Linked DNA regions of Vulpes vulpes: region 1 is linked to region 2. The links are chromatin contacts, called in public Hi-C maps. All regions are on one chromosome and are shown on one strand. Each heading gives the region's core, a stretch centred on a gene start, on an enhancer-like site or on the middle of the called end of the contact. The rest is flanking DNA. Distances are from core to core; before and after follow the strand shown.

Region 1 (3,022 bases), core at 84-2,583, 160 kb after region 2:
ACATTTTTTATTTGAAAAAAAAATACAGGGATCCCTGGGTGGCACAGCGGTTTGGCGCTTGTCTTTGGCCCAGGGCGCGATCCTGGAGACCCGGGATCGAATCCCACATCGGGCTCCCGGTGCATGGAGCCTGCTTCTCCCTCTGCCTGTGTCTCTGCCTCTCTCTCTCTCTCTGTGTGACTATCATAAATAAATAAATAAATAAATAAATAAATAAATAAATAAATAAATAAAAGTTTATAAAAAAAAGAAAAAAAATACACACACACAAAAAAAAAAAAAAAAAAAAAAAAAAAAAAAAAAAGAAAAGAAAAGAAAAGAAAAAGAAAAAGAAAAAAGAAAAAGAAATACAGGGCAGCCCCGGTGGCCAAGCGGTTTGACGCCACCTTGGGCCTGGGATGTGATCCTGGAGACCCAAGATCGAGTCCCACGTCGTGCTCCCTGCATGGAGCCTGCTTCTCTCCCTCTCCCTGTGTCTCTGCCTCTCTCTGTCATGAATAAATAAAATCTTAAAAAAGAAATACATGCATGTGGTAAAACATGCAGACAGAACACAAAGACACACCCGGCAAAGAGCATCTCCCTCCACCATCCTGTTCTCTCCACCTTTTCTGGAGATGACCCTGTTACCAACAGTCTTGTGCATCTTTCCAAACGTGCCCTCGGGGAGGTGTGTAGATTCCATTTTGTGTATTCATTTTTAACAAATACACATTTTGTGCATTCATTTTTAACAATGACGAAGTTTACTTTTAAAGATTTCATTTATTTATTGAGACACACAGAGGGAGAGAGAGAGAGAGAGAGAGGCAGAAACACAGGCAGGCCCAGTGCAGGGAGCCCGACGTGGGACTTGATTCCGGGCCTGGGACTCGATCCCAGATCTCCAGGATCACGCCCCGGGCTGAGGGCGGCGCTAAGCCGCTGAGCCACCCGGGCCGCCCCCCAAAGGTGAAGTTTAAATCCCGCAGTGGCTTCTGCCCCGGGGAACAGCAGGCGGCTGGGGCCCCGCAGGCTGGGGGTGGCTGCACCCACGGGAGGACCCTCCCGCGCATGGAGCACGCCCGGGGCCCGCCTGGCCTGCACGAGGGCCACGAACTCAGCCGGCGGGCGGTTCTGAGCCTCAGGACCACGGCTGAGGCTGCTCGGTCTTCGCCGGGGGCTGCGGGGTGCAGGGTGCAGGGTGCGGGGGCGGCGGCCCGGGACACCCCCACTGCCCCCCGACCGCAGAGGGGCTGAAATTTGAGCCGCGCGCCTCCAGGCCCCTCCCCCGCCCCGCCTTCCCCCGCGATCGCCCGCAAAACCCGGAGCGGAGCGCCGGCCCGGCCCGGCCCCGAGCATGCGCAGGAGGGTGCCGGCGCGGCCGCCGGTCGGAAGCGCCAGCTCCGAGCAGGGGGAGCGGCCGCCCGGGCTGCTCGGCCCCGCCGCCCCTCCGGCCGTTGGCTCCCGCTCCGGGCCCGGGCCGCCGGCTGTGTAAGTGCGAGGTGGGGGGCTCGGGGCCGGGGGCCTGCGGGCTGCGGGGGGCGCTGCTCGCGCGTGGCGGCGCGTCAGCCCGCACCTGCGGGGCCGGGGTCCGCCTCGCACCTGCCCGCGCCGCGCCGCACCTGCGCCCTGGGGCCCGGCCCTGCTCCCCGCCCCTCCCCCTCCCCGGGCCGCGCGGGGTCGCGTGGGGTCGCGTGGGGTCGCGCGACCCCCGGCGGGCGCGGGTCTCCCCGCGGGGGCGGCCCGGGGCGAGCGTCCCGTCCGCGTCCTCGCCGCCCCCGCGGGGAGCCCCGGGGTCCCCTGCCGCGCCCCGCCCCCCCGCGCCCTGGGGGCTGCAGGTGGGCTCCCCCGGAAATGCCCCCCGCCCGCGCTTTGCAGGCTCCCGGAGGGTGCCCGTGGAGTTCCCGTGTTTGTATAGACCCAGGGATCAAAATGTTGCAAGCTGGGCTGCTCTAGCGCGGGAGGAGCTGAAGGCAGGGGCCGAGACGTCTGCACCCCCCCCCCAGCTGAAACTGGTCACTGTCAATTTTTTTGTTTTTTAAGATTTTATTTATTTATTCATGAGACAGAGAGAGGCCGAGACCCAGGCAGAGGGAGAAGCAGGCTCCATGCAGGGAGCCCGACGCTGGACTCGATCCCAGGACCCCGGGGTCACGCCCTGGGCCGGAGGCAGGTGCCGAACCCGCTGAGCCACCCGCCGATCCCCGCTGTCAATTTTTGAGCAATAGTTGCAGCCACTTCCTCGTCCAGCCCAGCTAGTGTCTGTGAACATGAGAACAGCAGCACCCCCACCCCAGGCGTGATGTGGCCCCACCCCCCTCCCCGAAGATTGGCTTGTTAACTAAGGATCTCTCGCAAGGTTATGTTGGTTCTGAAATTGTGTGGCAGAAGGAAAAACGATCGTTCAAGGAATATTTTAAAAAGTAACTGCTGTTGATGCCTGGGTGGCTCAGAGATTGAGCCTCTGCCTTGGGCCCAGGGCATGACCCTGGACACCCGGGATCGAGTCCCGGCCTGGGCCTCCCTGCAGGGAGCCTGCTTCTCCCTCTGCCTGGGTCTCTGCCTCTCTCTGTGTCTCTCACAAATGAATAAATAAAATCTTAAAAGAAAAAAAAAAAGAACTTTAAAAAAAATAATAACTGGTTGATGGAGATATGGTTCCTGTATTACAAAACCCACCCATGTGGAGCGGACAGTGCTGTGGTTTTAGTATATTCACTGCCGAGCAGCCATCACGGTCCCAGAACATTTTTATCACTCCAGGAAGAAAGTCCATACTCCTTGGCCGTCACTTCTTAATCTCCTGTCCTGCAGCTCCTGGCAGCCACTCATTTATGTTCTGTCTCCAGAGATTTGCATGCGGTGGGTGTTTCATATGTAGATCCTACCCTATGTGGCCTTTCATGATTAGCTTTTTTTTTTTTTAATACTTTTTTTTTTTTAAAGATTTTATTTATTTATGGGAGACGGAGAGAGAGAGAGGCAGAGACAGAAGCAGGCCCCATGCAGGGAGTCCAACATGGGACTCGATCCCGGGACC
Region 2 (3,514 bases), core at 739-3,238:
TAGGTTTTACTTGAGGAGGATCCACCCGCCTCACAACCCGCTCCAGTGCTGGTGGATGCTGGGTGGCGCCCAGTCCCGGGCTAGGGCACACCGGCCCCCTTCCTCTGCTCCCAAACATGCCTTTCAGCGGCTGGTCCACGCAGGGCCAGGTGTGGGCTTTTCCAGGCACTACCAGACACTTTCCTCCCGACCCGCTGGACTGATTCACACTCCAGTAACACTCTTGAGAAAATGGAGACGTGGATCTGAAGAGCCTGTGGAAGGTGAAGTGGAAGATCCTGACCAAGCAGGCGGGGCCTGCACCCTGCAGGGCGTCGTGCACCAAGTTAAGGATTTCGGACCTGGGCAGATGGAACTGGAGAGCCCACGAAGGGCTTTGAACAAAGCTGGCACCCAATCAGGTTTGGGATCACGCAAAGGGGACTGCTGGGTGGGGAGCCGGCAAGGGTAGTTTGAGGGGCTTCTCAGGGGACCCAGGCCAGCTTGAGGGGTGGGGGTGGTCAGCAGAGGACCAGGGAGGGATGCATGAGCGCCTGGGGGCTGATGCCACGGCACCGACCCCATTCATATCAATGATGTGAAGATCCGTGTCCCTTTAAGTTTCTCTCTGGAGGAAACCATGGTTTTCTGGCATTTATTTAGGGATGTTCCTGAGACTTGCAAAGCCTGCTTAGGATGCTAAGCTCCTTGCAGGCAGGGCTCGTGGTCTTTGCATCACCCTGGCAGGAGGAGCACTCAGGTCCTCGCACCCAGTACGCAGGTAGCACACGTTTAAGGGTGAAGGAGAGCGCAGGCGGGTAGGTTACAGCGGCGACGAGCGAGTGTGGACTTCGCGTCACCTTGAGACTTGTAACCCCCATCAACGAGGGGTGTGGGGGGGGTAACCGCGGCCGGAGCCGGGCCCGGGTGGGGGCGAGGGACGGCCTCCCTGAGGCGGCGGGGAGCACGCGGCGGGGTCCCAGAGGCCCAGGGCGCGCCCGCCCTCCCGGCGGCTGGGCTGGGACCTCACGCAGCGCACACGCGCCCCGAACTCGCTGTTCAAGTCCTTTTACACGACGCGCTGGCTCCCGGCCGGGAGGTGGCGGTGTGGCCGTGCGCGGGCCCGCGCTGCAGCTCCAGCTCCAGCTCCAGCTCCAGCTCCAGCTCCAGCTCCAGCTCCAGCTCCAGCTCCAGCTCCGGGCCGGCGAGCTGCCCCGCGGGCGCCTTTCGGTTGTAACTTGAGAAACCAGGCGGCCGGGGGGGCCGGGGGGGCCGGGGGGGCCGGGGCCGGGGCGGCCACAGCTGGGCCGCGGGGGGGGCCGTGCGCCAACGCCCCCAGCCGGAGCGGGCGCCCCACGCGCGGAGGCGGCGCGGACACCAGGGGGGGCTTCTGCTCTTCCCTCCCGGCCTCTGGCGGCGATGCCCCGCGGGTCCCGCTCCGCCCAGGCGGGGAAGGCGGCGCCCCCGGAGCCGCTGGGAGGGGCCCGCCCCGCCCCCCGCCCCCCCGCGCCCCGCCTCCTCCGCGGTGGGGCCCCCGCGCCCCTGCCCCGCCCCTGCCCCGCCCCCACCTCCGCCTCCACCTCCCCGCGGGGCCCGCGCCCGCCCCCCCCGCCGGGCTCCCGGCCGCCAGCGCGCCGCCCCGCCCCCCTCCTCCCCTCCCTCCTCCGCTTCCTCTCCTCCCCTCCCCTCCGCTTCGCCCCTCCCTCCTCCCCTACCCGCCCCTCCCCTCCCTCCTCCCCTCCCTCCCCTCTCCGCCCCTCCCTCCCCTCTCCCTCCCCTCCCTCCTCCTCTCCCTCCCCTCCCTCCTCCTCTCCCTCCCCTCCCTCCTCCTCTCCCCTCCCCTTCGCCCCTCCCTCCTCCCCTCCCAGCTCCCCTCCGCCCCTCCCTCCCCTCTCCCTCCCCTCCCTCCTCCCTTCCTCTCCCGCTCGCCCCTCCCTCTCCCTCCCTCCCTCCCCCCCCCCCCCCCCGCCCGCCGCCTCCGCCCGCCGCCCCGGCCGCGTCGGGTAAACCTGTTTGGCGAGGCGGCCGCGCCGGGGCGGATCGTGCGGCCGGCGGCTCCCTCGCGGCTCGCGGCGTCGGGGCCCGTGGCGCGCGCGCGGCCGCCCCTCGGCCCCGGAGCCCCTCGGCGGCGCCACCATGTACTCGGGAGCCGGCCCCGGTGAGTCCTCGCGGGGGGCGCCGGCCCGGCCGCTCGCGCTCGGCCCCGCGTTGCCGGCGGCGGTTGGCGGGCGGGGGCGGGGGCGGGGGCGCGGGGGGCGCGGGCCTCGGGGGCGCGGGGGGCGCGGGGGGCGCGGGCGAGGCCGGGGCGCGGGGCCTGCGGGGCGGGCGGCGGCGGGGCCCGGGGCGGGGGAGCGGCCGTTCCTGGCCCACCGCGGGCGCGCAGCTCGGCCTCCCTCCGCGGCCCGGGCCTCGGCGCCCCCCGCCCCGCGCCCCGCGCCCCGCGCCCCGGGGGCCCCGCGGGTGGAGCCGGAGGCCGGGGCCGGGGCCGGGGCCGGGGCCGGGGCCGGGGCCGCGCGGCCCGCGTGTAGGCCCGAGGCCCGCGCCCGCCTCGCCCGCCGCCCGGCCCGGCCTCCCGCGCCCCGGCCTGCGCGCTGCGCCCCGGGGGTCGGCGGGGCCGGCGGGGCGGGGCGGGGCGGGGGTCGCGCCGGGTCGCGCCGGGCTCGGGGTGCGGGGGCCGGGGCGGGGGCGGGGGCGGGGGCCGGGCCGGGCTGCTGCGGAGCCAGCCGGAGCCCGGCGAGCCTGGGGCGCGCTCAGTTTCGTTTGTGTCGCCGCCAGCACTTCTGCGGCCCCTTCTCCGAGGAACGTCTGGGAGGGCCGAGTCCGGGCCGGTCCCCGCGGGCCGCGAGCACCGTAGCCCGAGGGCGGCGGGAGGCCGCGCGCTCCTCTCCGCGCGGGACACGCCGGCGGCGTCTTCCAGCGCTAATCGCCTTTCACGAGTTACTAGAAGCGGCCGAGGAGGAGCGTCGGCTCCCTGGGCTCCCCTGCTCCCCGGCCGCGCTCTTTCTTTGCAAAAGTTCTAAAAAACTTAAAGGAGTAGCACGTCCCCCCCCCTGTTTTCCGCACACCGTGGAAGGGCAGCCGGGTGCTGGGCCAAGGAAACAGCCAAGTGTTGTGAAGCTTTTCTCCTTCTCCCGCCAGGCACGTGGCTCCTAAATTTCCCGGCTGGGCCTGCCACTTGGCCGGGGCATCGCCCGTCCCCTTTGTCTGCCAGGCCCCGGCCGCTGCAGGCTCTGGGGCTGCAGGCTTGCTCGGGGCCCCTTGCTGGGTGCGCTCCCGGGCCTGACCCTCCGCAGCCGCACGCTGATGGGGCCCTGGCGGCTCCCGCCCAGACGTGCTCCCCATCGGGGGTCTGGAAGTCCCCCCTCGATCCACTCAGGCCCCTTGACGCCGTGGGCCCTGGCTGCTGTGTCTGTCCACCAACGCTTCTATGCCTTGTGAATTCTGAGTGTCTTCCCCCACCCCCACCCCATGTCACTTAATCTAAAAGCTTCTCCAAGGCCAAGTCCCATCAACTTTTAAGCCTCTCCAGACTCTG

The links. A called contact is a pair of places that touch in the nucleus more often than the background predicts.
Region 1: a Hi-C map of skeletal muscle shows a contact between it and region 2, with 4 times the contacts expected there. The contact joins the promoter of TRAPPC9 here to the promoter of AGO2 in region 2. A contact is called at or near these places in 2 of 3 Hi-C or Micro-C datasets (both in skeletal muscle).

What each region holds. Positions count from the first base shown.
Region 1 is chr13:2,053,397-2,056,418 of VulVul3, forward strand. TRAPPC9 (trafficking protein particle complex subunit 9) reads left to right here and starts at 1,334. Exons shown (of 22, transcript XM_072733818.1): 1 at 1,334-1,473. The coding sequence starts at 1,340.
Region 2 is chr13:1,894,324-1,897,837 of VulVul3, forward strand. AGO2 (argonaute RISC catalytic component 2) reads left to right here and starts at 1,989. Exons shown (of 19, transcript XM_072733816.1): 1 at 1,989-2,137. The coding sequence starts at 2,116.